3 separate regions of the Hordeum vulgare genome follow, and regions 1 and 3 are each linked to region 2. The links are chromatin contacts, called in public Hi-C maps. All regions are on one chromosome and are shown on one strand. Each heading gives the region's core, a stretch centred on a gene start, on an enhancer-like site or on the middle of the called end of the contact. The rest is flanking DNA. Distances are from core to core; before and after follow the strand shown. Region 1 has its middle 29 kb from the start of LOC123447940. Region 2 has its middle 68 kb from the start of LOC123446160. Region 3 holds the start of LOC123447938 (short-chain dehydrogenase TIC 32, chloroplastic-like).

Region 1 (2,743 bases), core at 67-2,566, 390 kb before region 2:
CTTTAGACACACCGGCAGATTGAAGACGCAAACACCCACTATCACATTTAGGATGATCTCATTGAGCACCATTGACAAAGGGATGGACAATAAAACCTGTCATTTTTTCATTTAATTCAAGTGTGATTTGTACCATTGTTGTATTGGGAGCCATTTTTGTATTGAATTATTGCTTTAATCCGATGATTTGATTAATTATTGTAAATTGGATGATTTTTATATTATAATATTAACATTTTATCTTATGTTTAATTTATAATTTTGTGTAAAATGTGGCATATGAGTTAAATTCAAAAAATACCACACATTTTGCGAGCTGGCGCAGGCTACGGCCGAACAGATTTTGCATCACAGAACTGTAAAATATAATATTTTACCAATATTTTGTTTTATAGAGGGTGTTTGTTTCCAGGGACTTATTGGCTTTGGGACTTAAAAAAGTCCCTATAAGTCCCACCTAAATCAAACACAAGGGACTTATTGGGACTTATTATGGTTAATTGGGACTTATGAAATAAGACTCTCTAATAGGAGCTTATTGGGACTTATATTCTAGTCCCATAACGCTCGCACCGCCTGCCCCGATCGCTCCAGGGACAGGACGACTCGACGCTCGCACCGCCCGCCCCGTCCTTGCCCGCCCCGTCGCCGCCCGGCCGCCGGCCCGCCCCGACGCCGCCGCCCCGCCGCCCGCCCGCCCAGCCGCCGCCCGCCCCGACGCCGCCCGGCCGCCGCCCGCCCCGACGCCGCCCGGCCCCGACGCCGCCCGGCCGCCGCCCGCCCCGACGCCGCATTAGGGCTGTTGAATTTTTGCTACCTACGTCTCAGCTTGATCGAGTACTGCATTAGGGCTGTTGAATTTTTGCTAACACATGTAGCAAACTGTGATCGCTGCACTCACTCATACATCCATTGCAAGTTAATTGTGGCTTGCATTGCACTGTACAATTTTATTAGACAAGTGTATTTTATTAGATGCAACATGGACTTATAAGTCCCTGTAAACAAACAGGTAGGGACTCGGGACTTATAAGTCCCTGTAAACAAACAGGTAGGGACTTATGACTTATAAGTTGCGACTTAAAAAAGTCCTAGGACTTATGAAACAAACAGGGCCATAGTTTCACAATTCGGGTTATATTGTGCCGCAGTTCGCGTCAGCCCGTAAAATTCCTTTTGCACGAACTATAAACACACAATAAGGGTCCGCAATATAAATGGTGTGCTATAGTTTGCCTCAAATAGACGACACAACGCACAGGGAAAAACGGGACTGGGCCGGCCCATCGAGCTGTACATGCGGAACGAAAAAATATAGCAAAGCAAGCACAGCGTAAAGTGAGGATTCGAACCGAAGACCAGCCACATGCATTTGCGGGCTCATAGCCACTCCACCAGAGAAGCTTTACGATTTGTATAGCAGCGCTCAATCTAAAAAACTAGGTACTAACGAATTCATAGCCGATGTACTGTAGCTAATTTGAATCAGTTAATGTACCTAAATACACTTAGTCACTGCAGCGATATTCTTTGTTTGCAAAAGTGTGCTTTTGTAAAGTGTACATTTTAGAAATGTGCAAACATTTTTTGTGAATTTCAGAACAAATTTTCAAATTCGTGAACAAAATTATAAAACTATGAACATTTTTTGAATTGTGAACAAATTTTGAAACTGCAAACATTTTTGTGAATTTCACAACAGTTTATGAAAACATGAACATATTTTCCAATTCGTAACAAAATTATAAAACTATAAACATTTTTCGAATTATGAACAAATTTTGAAAGCGCGAACGTTTTATTGTGAATTTCAGAACAATTTTTCAAAACATGAACAAATTTTCAAATTCGTGAACAAAATTATAAAACTCTGAACATTTTTCGAGTTGTGATTTTTTTTAAACCGTGAACATTTTTGTGAATTTCAGAACAAATTTTCAAAACATGAACAAATTTTCAAACTCGTAACAAAATTATAAAACTATGCACATTTTTCGAATTGTAAACAAATTTTGAAAGCACGAATATTGTTTGTGAATTTTAGAACAATTTTTCAAAACATAAACAAAATTTCAAATTCATGAACAAAATTATAAAACTATGAACAATTTTCGAATTGTGAACAAATTTTGAAACCGCAAACATTTTTTGAATTCTGAATAAATATTGAAACATGGAAAAAAAAATTCAAATTCGTGAATAAAATTATGAAATTATGAACATTTTTCGAATTGCAAACTATTTTAGAAACCATGAACATTTTTTGAATTGTGAACAAATTTTGAAACTGCAATTTTTTTTATGAATTTCAGAACAATTTTGGAAAACATGAACAAAATTTCAAATTCATAACAAAATTATAAAACTATGAACATTTTTTGCATTATGTACAAATTTTGAAAACGCAAACATTTTTTGTGAATTCCAGAACAATTTTTCAAAACATGAACAAATTTTCAAATTCATGAACAAAATTAGAAAACTATGAACATTTTTCGAATTGTGAACAAGTTAAGAGACCGCGAACATTTTTTGTGAATTCCAGAACAATTTTTCAAAACATGAACAAATTTTCAAATTCATGAATAAAATTATAAAACTATGAGCATTTTTCTAATTGTGAACAAATTTTGAAATCGCGAACATTTTTTGTGAATTTCAGAACAATTTTTCAAAACATGAACAAATTTTCAAATTCGTGAACAAAATTATAAAAGTATGGACATTTTTCGAATTCTGAACA
Region 2 (2,786 bases), core at 87-2,586:
TTTTTAATTACAAAACCAATTTAGAAATGATAGAGATTTTTAAAAATTGCGAACGATTTGATGTAACTCATGATAGTTTTATGATTGAGTGTTTTTCGAATTATTATTTTTTCTATTCGTGGATATTCTGTTCATATTCACGAACAAATTTTAAATCATAAAAAATATTAAATTCATGGTTTTTGTTGAATTAGCAAAAAAGACTGAAATAGGAAACTTCTTTCAAAATTCTGGTACGTATTTGAATTCATGAACATTCTTAGATTTCACTTTTTTTTAATTCTAACATGTTTCATTGCGAACATTTTGTAAAATTCACGGTCATTTTTGGCGTTTGTGAATTTTTTTTGACAAATTAAAAAAATAATAATATATTTCTCATTATTCCAATTCAAAAACATTTTGTTATATTCGTGAACATTGTTTTTGCATTTGACATTTTTGACATTCTTGAACTTTTTTGCAAACATATTCGAGATTCTTGATTTTTTTTTCATTTAGAAAAATATTTGGAATCTTGAACTTTTTTTTAATACATGAACATTTTCTAAACTCGCTATCAAAATTGTAATTTTGGAACATTTTTCAAGTTCCCTAACAATTTTTCGAATTGTGAATATTCTTTAGTACGTGAACATATTATGAATCATGAACAATTTTATGTTGTCGCAAATAATTTTGAATTCACAATGCTTTCTATATTCATGAATATTTTTCAAAATCGTATTTTTTCACGAACATTTTTATACCAATTTTTCTTCTTTCTGTTTTTAAGAGCTAGTATCTCAATACAAGGAATTTATAAAATGCAATTGCTTGTTTCTTTTTAGCTGTCAAAGCAGAAAAAGAAAGTAAAAAACATGTGAAAAGAAAGAAAGTAAGGGAAATATATATAGGTGGAGGAAAAAAAGGCAACGAGGAATCATATGTGAAAGAAATTTGAGCGAGTTGATCACTTGATCTTAAAAAACGAGCAAGCGAGAGCTGGTCAAGGGCCACAAATTCTGATCTTAAAAATACCAGGGGGTGTTAGTCCTGGAATGGAGGCAATTCATTAATAAAGTCTTTCCAAAGTCTTGTGATATTTCCAAACCGAATATCAATCTTCTTACCTATCATGTAAATATTTTTAACCTTTAAAGGAGCTTTCCAACACGAGGAGTCTAAAAATCTAAGCACCACAGAGGCCATTTTTTTTAAATACCATGCACGTTCGAACTCCGAACTCACAAACCTCTGTGTGTTTCCTCGAAAAGTGGGCCAGCACACTGTGAGCAGGCATAGGCAGTCAAACGATCAACACTCACAGCAAGCAATACGGGGAACTCCTACCTGCCGCTCGCTGCGGAAGGGAGTCCCTCCCACGCACAGCCTGACCCCCGACATGCCGGTCCAGTAGGCGCGCCATACTGTAGTTTTTTTTCTTTCTGTTTTTTCTTTTTTGTGTCCTTTTTCTTCCCGTTTTCTTTTTTCCATTTTTTTATCAAAACGAACAAACGTTGAATTTATTAAATCATTTTTAACAACATGAATGCTTTTATCAGGGTAAAAAATTGAAAACACGAACAATTTTTTAAAGGATGAACGTTTTGGAATCTTGAGAACAAATTTATAAATCAAGAACAATTTTGAGAAATCCTGAACAAATTGAGGGCCACGAACAAATGTTTAAAGCGTGTATAAGTTTTTAAAAGCACGAACATTTTTTAAATCTTGCAAACAAATTTTGAAAATGAGAATAATTTGGAAATATCTTGAGGAACTTCATGAACGTGATTTTTTTAAATACAAACAATTTTTCAATTTTGAGAACAAATTTCTAAAAACAAGAACATTTTTGAAAAAGCATTTCAAAAATCCATAACATATTTTGTAATTCCAGAACATTTTTGTAAAAAATCAAAAACATGTTTCGAGTTTTTAGTTCAATTTTTAAAATTCCGAACATTTTTTAAAAGTAAGAACATTTTTTTTGAAAAAAGAAGAAACATTTTCCAAATTTGAAGAATATTTTTTTAAACCGAATACATTTTTGGAAAATACAGAACATTTTTCTCAAAAATAAAAACATTTTTCAGATTTTCAGATTTTTTTTTGAAAACCACAATTTTTTTTGAAAATGCAGAAACTCCAGAACATTTTCGAAACAGAAGCAGGAAAATAATATTTCTGAAAGCCCGAATAAATTTAGTAGCGTGAGCAAGTTTTTAAAAGCACGAACATTTTATAATCTTGAGAACAAATTTTCAAAATGATAACAATTTTGAAAAATGCTGAACAAATTCATAAATATTTTTGAAACAAAAAAGGAAAAAAGAAGAAGAAAATAGTAAAGAATAAAGAAAACAAAAAAAACCGGTTCAAGAAACATTCTAGAAAGTTTCCAAAACGGGGAAAAACGGGTGGATAAGTCTAGGAGGCCCCAAAACCGGGATCCCTAGAACCGGTAATAGGCCGGCCCAGATAGCATCGCTCCCTCGTCATCCTGTGCGAAACCCCGATATATTGATGCAAAGAGCGACAAAATAGCGTTTTCCGATGATACGTAGCTCGGAGAGATTCTATGCGAGAGTATTTGTTTGTTTAAGGTATGAATAGTACTGAGTTAGCCCATTTCAGCGTGGAGATTGAAAAATGGAGCCCCCAAGGAATCGAACCCTAATCGCAGCGGAAACAACTAACGACTACGTCAACTTTGAGTTACTACTCCCGCCGTTCCTAAATAAATATAAGTCTTTTAAGAGATTTCACTAAGGAACTACATACGAAACAAAATAAGTAAATCT
Region 3 (2,700 bases), core at 103-2,602, 300 kb before region 2:
TGTTTCCAAACAGGATAACTTATAGTGTAGATTATAAAAACTAGATGGATAGATTATTAAAAACTCATAATCTACTCTATACCAGCTTGTTATGGATTGCTAATGACCCATTACCCTTGTAAAGTTGGAGATAATAACATTTCTACCACCGCTACCCTCCTCTTTTAAAAAAAACACAGAGGATAGACAGGTCATTATGCAATGTAAAACCTGGATTACAGTTTATATAATCTGGCCTCCAAACATATTCACCTAGATTATTTTTATAAACCAGATTATATAATTTATCTTCATAATCTAAATTATCATAATCTATTGTGGTTCCAAACAGGGCCTAAATCACGGAGTGCTTCTGCCGTAAAACTCCCTAGAGTTTTCGAAATCAACCCGCAGTACGGATTTAAGTGAGAAAATAAATCGTTTTTCGTATTTTTACAGAAAATCCTTTGTGGTTTTCCGAAATCAACCCGCAGTATATACTTAAGTGAGAGAACGAATCATTTTTTGTAATTTTTATAGAAACGTCTTTTAGGTTCATATTAATTAATCTGCAGTTCAATTATAAGTCACAAATACTTTAAAAATCATATCTTTTAAACGGTAACTTCAATTTTAAATTATTATATATGAAATTTTATTAGAAACATGTGTAGAATCTGAATATAATGTTAGTTTATCTATTTAACTTTTTAAAATTCTGTTTATAATGTAATTTTCATTAATAGTGATGCGCAGAGTCTAAATATGATGTTATTTTACTTATTTAACAATTTTTAAATTTTATTTATGCTGTTATTTTAATCAATAACGCACAATCTATTTTTTACTAAGGTCGATCCATGTTGCAAATGAACACCTCATCAAAATGAGATTAAAGATAAAAAAATATATCAATAATCGGCAAAACATTACATGAAAACAGAAAAGTTGATGTTCATCTTAGGGGGAGAGAGAGTTAGAGAGAGAGCATAGATGTATTCACAAAAAAGAGACAACGTAGATGATAGTTTAAATAAAGATCTCAAGTCATGATTATTAGGTTAGGACGTGTTGTATGGTTTGCTTCCGTTGCAGCGCACCGGCTCTTTTGCTAGTATAAACAAATACTCCCTCCGTTTCTAAATATAAGTCTTTTAAGAGATTTTACTAAGTGTTCACATACGAAGTAAAATGAGTGAATCAATACTTTAAAGTATGTCTATATACATCCGTATGTAGTCTTTTTGTGAAACCTCTAAAAAGATATATATTTAGGAGCGGAGGGAGTATAAACAATTGAGGTGTACAGTACCGCATCAAGATTCGTGCGAAATTAACCTGCTCAGATTGCAGGAAAAGATAGCACAGTCGACGATCCTCCGCACCTGCTCAGATTGCAGGAAAAGATAGCACAGTCGACGATCCTCCGCCGCAATTCTTCTAATCTGCTGCTGGAGAGGAGAGACCAACGTAGCCTAGCGCGGAAACAATACCGAGCGAAGGAGGGGCGGCTGGCGGCGGCAGCAACGGTGATGGGGATCTGGGGCTGGCCGTGGGGGCGGCGTGGGCTCTCGGGCTTTGGATCCGCGTCCACCGCAGAGGACATCGCCGCCGGCATCGACGCCAGCCATCTCACGGCCATCGTCACAGGTGCGCGGCATTCTATACGACTCTGCTTGTCTCTTGTGTGCAACTGCTACTAGTGGCTGAATGCAGAGTCTCATCTTTGCTGACTTTAATAAACAAATCAAGTGATTAAAAAGCACAAAATATCATTAATGCGATTATCTGCATTTGGAATCTGTAATTATTGGAGCTATTTGGTCCTGCAGCTTTTAGAGAAACCGCACTTGAGTTCCTCAAGTTTAAAGAGGGAAATTTGAGTTGGGCTGTACTTTCTACTTTGGGCAGATAAGAAGGATTTTCCATGCATTATTATGATTCGGGCTTCTTAAAAAAAGTAGAAGTACTATTATTTTGATAAATGTACAATCTCTGCAACGTGAGTAAATAGTAAGGGAATTGTTCACTTATCATGATTAAAAGACAATTTCAAGCACATTTCTGTTCATTCAGAGTACAGTACAATACATGGGGTAGACTGATGATTCTGCACTCTTGATTGTCATATGCAGGGGCAACAAATGGCATTGGCAAGGAGACGGCCAGAGTTCTTGCACTGAGGGGAGCAAACGTGATCATACCAGCAAGGACGCTCGAGAGTGGCATGAAGGTGAAAGAGAGCCTCGCTGAAGAGGTCCCGAGCTCGAAGCTCCATGTCATGGAGATGGATCTGAGCTCCCTTGACTCTGTTCGCAGCTTCGCGGGCTCCTTCAACTCCTCGCATAAGCATCTGAACGTCCTCATGTATGTCATTGTAATCAGGCATCATCAAGTATTCAAAAGAAGCACAAAGTTTGGCGGATACTAGTAAACACACTGACTGGGCTTTTTTTCTGGCCTTCTCTGAAGAAACAATGCAGGGATAATGGCCTGCCCTTTCCATCTGTCCAAAGATGGCATTGAGCTACAATTCGCAACGAATCATCTTGGTATGTATTGTGCAGTTACATTCCTTCATATTATAAATAAGAGTGATCGTCGTGATTGATGCCTTTGATCATTCACTGTTATCCATCAACATTCATTCATGTAAACATCAGGATATCTGCTATTGCTGATGCTGAGTTGATATGAGATGTTCAGTAGTTAAGGCCTATT

What was found. Hi-C and Micro-C count contacts between places; a contact is called where the count stands out from the background.
Region 1: a Hi-C map of leaf shows a contact between it and region 2, with 2.6 times the contacts expected there. The contact joins two enhancer-like sites. A contact is called at or near these places in 2 of 6 Hi-C or Micro-C datasets (leaf and seedling).
Region 3: a Hi-C map of seedling shows a contact between it and region 2, with 5 times the contacts expected there. The contact joins the promoter of LOC123447938 here to the enhancer-like site in region 2. A contact is called at or near these places in 3 of 6 Hi-C or Micro-C datasets (leaf and seedling).

What each region holds. Positions count from the first base shown.
Region 1 is chr4H:78,918,239-78,920,981 of MorexV3_pseudomolecules_assembly, reverse strand. No RefSeq gene overlaps it. Among protein-coding and RNA genes, the nearest start is that of LOC123447940, 29 kb to the left of the region's middle. Within about 2 kb of position 1,316, at least 3 of the 3 cell types and tissues checked have open chromatin away from gene starts, as enhancers often do. A contact at or near this core is called in leaf and seedling, where this site is marked.
Region 2 is chr4H:78,530,316-78,533,101 of MorexV3_pseudomolecules_assembly, reverse strand. No RefSeq gene overlaps it. Among protein-coding and RNA genes, the nearest start is that of LOC123446160, 68 kb to the left of the region's middle. Within about 2 kb of position 1,336, at least 3 of the 3 cell types and tissues checked have open chromatin away from gene starts, as enhancers often do. A contact at or near this core is called in leaf and seedling, where this site is marked.
Region 3 is chr4H:78,831,019-78,833,718 of MorexV3_pseudomolecules_assembly, reverse strand. It overlaps LOC123447938 (short-chain dehydrogenase TIC 32, chloroplastic-like), which reads left to right and starts at 1,352. Exons shown (of 8, transcript XM_045124674.1): 1 at 1,352-1,629; 2 at 2,115-2,346; 3 at 2,452-2,531. The coding sequence starts at 1,512.